Linked DNA regions of Capra hircus: region 1 is linked to region 2. Evidence: chromatin contacts called from public Hi-C data. All regions are on one chromosome and are shown on one strand. Each heading gives the region's core, a stretch centred on a gene start, on an enhancer-like site or on the middle of the called end of the contact. The rest is flanking DNA. Distances are from core to core; before and after follow the strand shown.

The links. A called contact is a pair of places that touch in the nucleus more often than the background predicts.
Region 1: a Hi-C map of blood shows a contact between it and region 2, with 2.3 times the contacts expected there. The contact joins the promoter of LOC102173207 here to the promoter of SNAI1 in region 2. A contact is called at or near these places in 2 of 5 Hi-C or Micro-C datasets (both in blood).

Annotation. Positions count from the first base shown.
Region 1 is chr13:77,709,427-77,712,645 of ARS1.2, reverse strand. It overlaps LOC102173207 (transmembrane protein 189), which reads left to right and starts at 1,561. Exons shown (of 6, transcript XM_018058018.1): 1 at 1,561-1,780. The coding sequence starts at 1,657.
Region 2 is chr13:77,565,326-77,568,428 of ARS1.2, reverse strand. It overlaps SNAI1 (zinc finger protein SNAI1), which reads right to left and starts at 1,730. Exons shown (of 3, transcript XM_013968979.2): 1 at 1,566-1,730; 2 at 343-870. The coding sequence starts at 1,647.

The DNA of each region.
Region 1 (3,219 bases), core at 312-2,811, 140 kb before region 2:
AGCCACCTCATCCTGCTCGGAGGTCTGGGACACAGGCAGAGCTTGGAAGGGTGTGTCCCTGAAATCTGAGATTGAACCGATCTCAACACAAGGCACCTGAATCTCCTGGATTGAAAATTTGAACTGTGTAAACAGAAGGCAAAGCCAGTCAGTTTTGCCAGAATTCAGCACGAGGTGAATTGCATACTGCAATCTCTCCCTGCCAAGGAAGCACGCTTTTCTTTCCTGGGAGGTGGTATATACAAAGAAACAGAATAGGGGCGTGGGTCTGGCGGGGATCGTAGCCGCCCAGGGTCGGAACGCCCAGGAAACACTCCTGGGGTGACTGACTTTTCTTAGCACCGGGACAATCCAGGGCTTAAACCTTGAGAACAAGGATGGAGCCTCCAAAAGACAGAATGGGGTCTTAACTTCCCCTCCCTGTTCCCCCACCTCTTGAACACTCTTAGCTCCCATTTGGCGGGTGACGCGGTGTGGAATTTATGTGAGCAATTACTGTGTACTTTGTAGTCGGTTAGACCGGTCGAGTTCCTGCTGAGGTAATAAATTCATTTGAGACTTAATTCACTCCATAAGCATTTCCTCGAGCCCTTTGGGAAGATCCCCTTAGGGAAGGAGAAAGCTACCCACTCCAGTATCCTGGCCTGGAGAATTCCATGGACTGTATAGTCCATGCGGGTCTCAAAGAGTCGGACACGACTGAGGGACTTCCACTTCACTTCACTTAGGCTGATAGGGACGTGGGAGAACGGCTGTGAACTCAGCAAGTCTTAGCCCTGGGGAGCTTGCTTTCTGGGGAGGGGGGAGCCTGGCACTGTCCGTTCCGACGAGCACTGGGAAGGCGAGGTGATGTCACAGTGACCGGAGAAGGGGGCACCTCCGGGCGCTGCGGTGACAGGGGCCTCTGAGGAGGCCACCCGGCTCCGGACTGTGAGTAAAAAACACCCTGCGGTCGAGCTCTTGGCCCGGCGCCCAACAGATAGTCAGCGCTCACCAAATCTGACAGAGACTCTTATCACTTTCCTGTCTCCTCCCGCTGAGGGACACTGCCCCCACCCCCCCGGTCAGGCTTGTCCCCGGGGGCACCGCGCGAGCGGGGCCCACGGTGAGGGGCGACGCTCGGGGTCTTCGGAGACCCTGAAACCGGCCCCGGCCAGGGACCCTCCAAACGGGGCCTCCCCTCCCCGGCCAGGGGACCCTCCCCGCGCGTCCCCTGCCCGTCACAGACGCCGGCCTGGGAGTGCCCAAGAGACGGCCGCTCAGACCTCGGCCCTCGGCACCGGGGGCACCGCGGGGGTAAACACAGCCCTCCCGGGGCCGTCAGCGCGCTCGGACCCACAGTGCGGCGGCGACGTGCACAGACGCGCGAGCAGCCGAGACGCGCCGCAGCCCGGCTCTTCCGTAGGCTGCGGACCCGCCCCTCGCGCGCCGCGGTTGGCTGCGGCTAGGCGGCCGCTGATTGGCTGGCGCGGCCCCCGGCGCGCGCCCCCATTGGCTGTGACGCGCGGCCGGGCGAGACCCCCGTCGGCGCCGCGGCCGCGCCCGGGGCCGGGCCGTCATTGGGCGGCGTGATCTCGCCGCGGTTCCGCGGCCCTGCCGCCGCCGCCACCGCCGCCGCCGCCAGCGGAGCTCACCGGGCTGGCCGGGCGAGGGGCCATGGCGGGCGCCGAAGACGGGCCGGGCCAGCAGCCAGAGCTCGAAGACGATGAGGCGGTGTCCTGCCGGCGCTGGGGCGCGCAGCACGCCGGGGCCCGCGAGCTGGCCGCGCTCTACTCCCCAGGTAGGACCTCCGGCCCCCTCTCCCGGCCCGCAGTCACCAGCCAGCCTGGGCTGCGGGGCCGCGATCCTGGGTCCCCTGGATCGGAACCCCAGCCTCAGCCCCCAGTACAGAGCTCCAGGCGCGGCTCCTAACTTGCAAGTAGCGCCCCTAAGTCTTGGGACCCCACCCCAGCGCCCCTTCCAAGCGCAAACCAGAACCCCAGCCACGGGGCTTTCTGGATGCAAAGACAGCCCCCCGGATCAAGGAGCTGCCATATCAACTCCTCGGGCTACGGACAGCTCCCATCACGCTGTCGGATCCCAATCCTAGCCCGGAGTCCCCACGGCTGTAAAGAGCCCCTAGTCTTGGGGACCCACCACACCAGGACCCCAAGCCGAAGGCACCCCCCCCCCCGCCTCAGTGACATGTACTGGCCCCCCTCCTAAGAGTTACACCCTATCCCAGGTTCCCCAGATACAGATTTCACACCCTAGGGCCCTATCTGCACCCCTGCCTGGGCCCTGGGCTGTAGTGACTTCACCCCCCAAATCTGAGCATATCAGGTCTGCTCTGGGAACCTCAACTCAGGGGGCCCCACGTACCGAGTGCCCCAGACGCCCTTCCTCCAAAGCCCCATCCTAGATTTATAGCTTCAGTTTATAGACCCTCACCCCTCCCCCCACACCCCGCGAATTAACTCTCACCCTGTATTTTGAAATCCTGGGTGGTGAGGGCCTCCCACACCTTCCAGTTTAAGCTTTCTCTCAAAATTTAAGCCCCAGTCCCAGCCACTTCCTCTCCCCCATGTAGATGTTTATATTAACCTCCTCCATAAGGACTTGGGGGAGTCCACAGACTAGACCGAAAACTTAGAGACCCTTGCTCTGCTTCTGCCCCCCGACAAGGTCCTGGTGTCTGCCTGCTGGGCCTACCGTTTCTGCTCTAGCAAGCAATGACCTCCACCCCCTTCTCTGACTTCCACTTGAGCCTCAGGAATCTCATTGCCAGGCCCCAGCAGAGCCAAGTGTCCCCAGGGGTAAAGAAATTGCCTTTGAGAACTCCAGAGTCAGGTGACTGGGAGGCCCCTTTGCTTGGGTGTCGCCAGCTCATCCAGCTTTATTTATTTGTCAAACATTGTGACATCTTTCCTTTTACCCCGGGGAGGGGGAGGGGGCCACCACGCATAGATATCCCTTGCCTGAGGTGAGAATGAGTCCGCCACCACCTTTGGCTTTCTGCCCTGACTGGCCAGGGTTTGCATACCATCTCTGCCATAGCTGTCTGTATGACCTGAGCTGTAGATCACCAGAGGCTTTCTGGATTTGCAGTTTCATGTTCTGAGTCTTTTTTTTTTTTTTTCGTACCTAACTTGGGCACCTGGCCCATGATGCCATAGTGCCTTTAACCTGTTCCCCCAGCACCCAGCTTGTGGACCTAAAACCTCTGGTGCTGCCTGGAGC
Region 2 (3,103 bases), core at 481-2,980:
GCTAGGGGAGGGTGGAGCAGGGTGGGCCCCTTCACACCTGGCCCCAACAGCAAGGTGTTGTTTATACCTTTCCCATATCCAGCTCCAACCCATTTGGCTGAGAGGAACTGAGCCTGCTGAGGGACATGTAAAAGTTATCTACTCAGCCCGAATGCTTAGCTGATGAATGATGGCATGTTTCTGCCAAACTTCAGAGCCAGGCCTCCCCGAACTCTCGAGCTAGGTGTCAGGAGACGGCGGGGGCCTCGGTTCCCCCAATCTGAAAGTAACAGCAAAGCCCATCTTACAAGCGCTGGCAGCGAAGGCAGAGAGAATGGGGGCTAGGGGTGGGGTGGGACTCACCGGTGTGGGTCCGGACGTGGCCCTGCAGCAGCCAGGGCCTGGAGAAGGCCTTCCCGCAGGTGCTACAGACGCAGGGCAGCGTGTGGCTCCGGATGTGCATCTTGAGGGCACCCAGGCTGACGTACTCCTTGTTGCAGTATTTGCAGTTGAAGGCCTTGCGAGACTGGGGGTCCTTGGCCACAGAGAGCCCGGTCAGCTGCTTGGGCAACTGGCCCAAGCCTGGGAAGGCAGCATAGCCCTCAGCCTCCAAGGAGGAGGCTGAAGTGGACGAGAAGGACGAAGGAGCCGGCGAGGGTGGGCTGGGGGGCTGGGAGCCTTTCCCGCTGTCCTCGTCGGACAGGGAGGTCAGCTCGCCAGCCTTGGGGATCTCCTGGGGCAGCAGAGAAGCCCAACTGATGGGCTGGGCTTGGGGCGCCAAGAGAGAGTCCCAGATGAGTGTCGGCAAGGAGGCGGTGGGATTGAGGACCTCGGGCGGTGGGATGGCTGCCAGCAGGTGGGCCTGGTCGTAGGGCTGCTGGAAAGTGAGCTCTGAGCAGGGGACAGAGAAGAGGGCAAGGTCAGGCGTGAGCTCAGTCAGCCAGCAGACATCAGCCTGATGTGGGCCAGGAGCTGAACGGGGCTAGCACTCAGGGCTTATCAGATGAATACCAGATTCACTACTAGGACAGACAGTCTGAGCCCCTCTTCACCCAGGTCACCTGGTTCTCCCTCTTCCGGGAAGAATCCCCCTTCCCTAGCTCCGACTCAAGGGGGTCATTTCCACATCTCCATCCTCCTGAGGTACCCAAGTACCCAGCTTGAGGCCAGACCCCAGCATCCTGGCCCCTCGTCTCCTCAGCTGCCAAGGCACCACACCCCTGTCCCAGGCCCCCTTCCATACACATTCTTCTCCCACACCCTCCCCCAAATCCCCTGGACTCTTTCGGAGCCCTCGGCCCGGCGTCTGTCCAGATAGAAGCCTCCTCTTCTCACTTTTGGGAGGGGCGCCCCTCTTCTCTGCGGCTGCTAAGTTTCCGTTTCCTCAGCCCAAGACCACCGCCCTCCAAACACCCTCTCCACATCTCCCGGACCCACCTGACCCGAGCTTATCCGCACCCAGGCTCTATTCTTTGACTCGACTCTCGCCCCTCGACTTCGTCCCCAAGCCCCCTGCTCCTCCAGTGCTCTCCCCATGCAGCCTTCGCTTGCCTCCCCCGAACTCCCCAGGGGTCCGGTCCCCTCACCTGGAGAAGAGTCGTGCAGCTCACTGTAATTGGGTCTCCGGCGGGAGCCGGCAGACTTCCTGACGAGGAAAGAGCGCGGCATGGTGGCCGAAGCAGCGGGTGGGGGGGGGGGGTCTCGCCGGGTCGCACCGGGATCGCAAAGCTCTCCACCCACGACGCCGTGCAGCTGCGCTGTGAGTGGAGACGGGCCGCCGATTCCCTTAAGTACGCCAGTCGCGGGTGGGCGTGGCCCGTCCCAGTCACGCCCCTTTGTCACCTCCGCGCCAATCGAGACGCGCCTTCGCCAGCGGCCCCGCCCCGAGCAGGTGCGCTGGGGGCTGGCGGGGCTCGCGCCGCGTGGCGTTGGGAGCCGGGCGGGGCCGCGCGGACGCCGGGCCTCGGGCGCGTGCATGGGCGCCGGGCGGCGGGCTGCCGGGGGCGGGGCGCTGGGAACCCCTGGACGAGGCGGGACCCCTCTTCAGGACTCGGGCGCCCGGGCCGGCTCGGCGCCGCAGGCTCTCCCGCCTCTGGCGCCCCCTGGCGCCACGCGCCGCGGCTCTGAGCACCTGACTTTCGGAGACCGCCACCTCCTCGAGTGTCGGAACGGGGCAGGGGGTGCCTTCGCCCGTAGAGTGCCCCGCAGAGAGCGTGGGATTGACCAGGGGCAGCACACAGTTCGGGGGCGGAGAGAAGCAATGGACCCCTCCACGTGGCTGCTGACAGTGTGCAATGCCACGGCCCTTTTTTTTTTTTGCAAAGCAAACGGGCATCAGCTAGAAAAACGCACATACTGACTGTGTGCCCACTAACGAACCAGGCACCCCTCCCGGCGCTGGGGGGGATACAACCCTGAACAAAACACTCGGGGTCTCTGCTGAAGGGTCGCTCTCCCAGTCACGTGGGGGAGACAGGCGAAGTCAACAGGCAATTCCAATGCAGAGGGAAGTGTATTTCGATGGGTTGGGGGGGGGGGTGGGGACCACAGGGCACTGTGACAGTCAAGAGGCGGGTCACTTGACCAAGGGTCTGGGCAACTTCCCAGAGGAAGTCAAGAAAATGCCGAGGGGAAAGGCCTGAGGTTAGAGGCAGTAACCATCTCAGAGTTACTGAGAGCCTCTCTCAGGATGGGGGTGGGGTGGGCAGGGCGGCAGGGTCAGGGCCTGGAGGAGTCTGGACTTTGCTCCAGGGGCCCTGGAGAGCCGAGGAGGGACCTGTTTGGAGTTTGGTTGAGAAAGATTACTCTGGGCAGGTGGGAGAAAGAAGTGGGGAAGGGCGGAGCTCAGGTAGTTGCCTCACTCGTCTGCGGTCATTGAAACTGTGTCTAAAGGACCTGAGGCTAGGCTCCACCGGGGGTTCACTGATTGATTCAGCTGTGGGCTGGGCCCAGGGGAGGGACTGACTTCACCCCCAGCTCTCCTCTGAGCCCACTGACTGTGAGAGCCACTCCTGTCCTGGACTGGGGATGGGGCACAGGCCTAAATCCGAAGGTCTCTTCAACTTGTTTCCACCTGTGGAAACCTGTTAAGTCCCTCCACTCACCACCCTGCATGAGAGCAGGG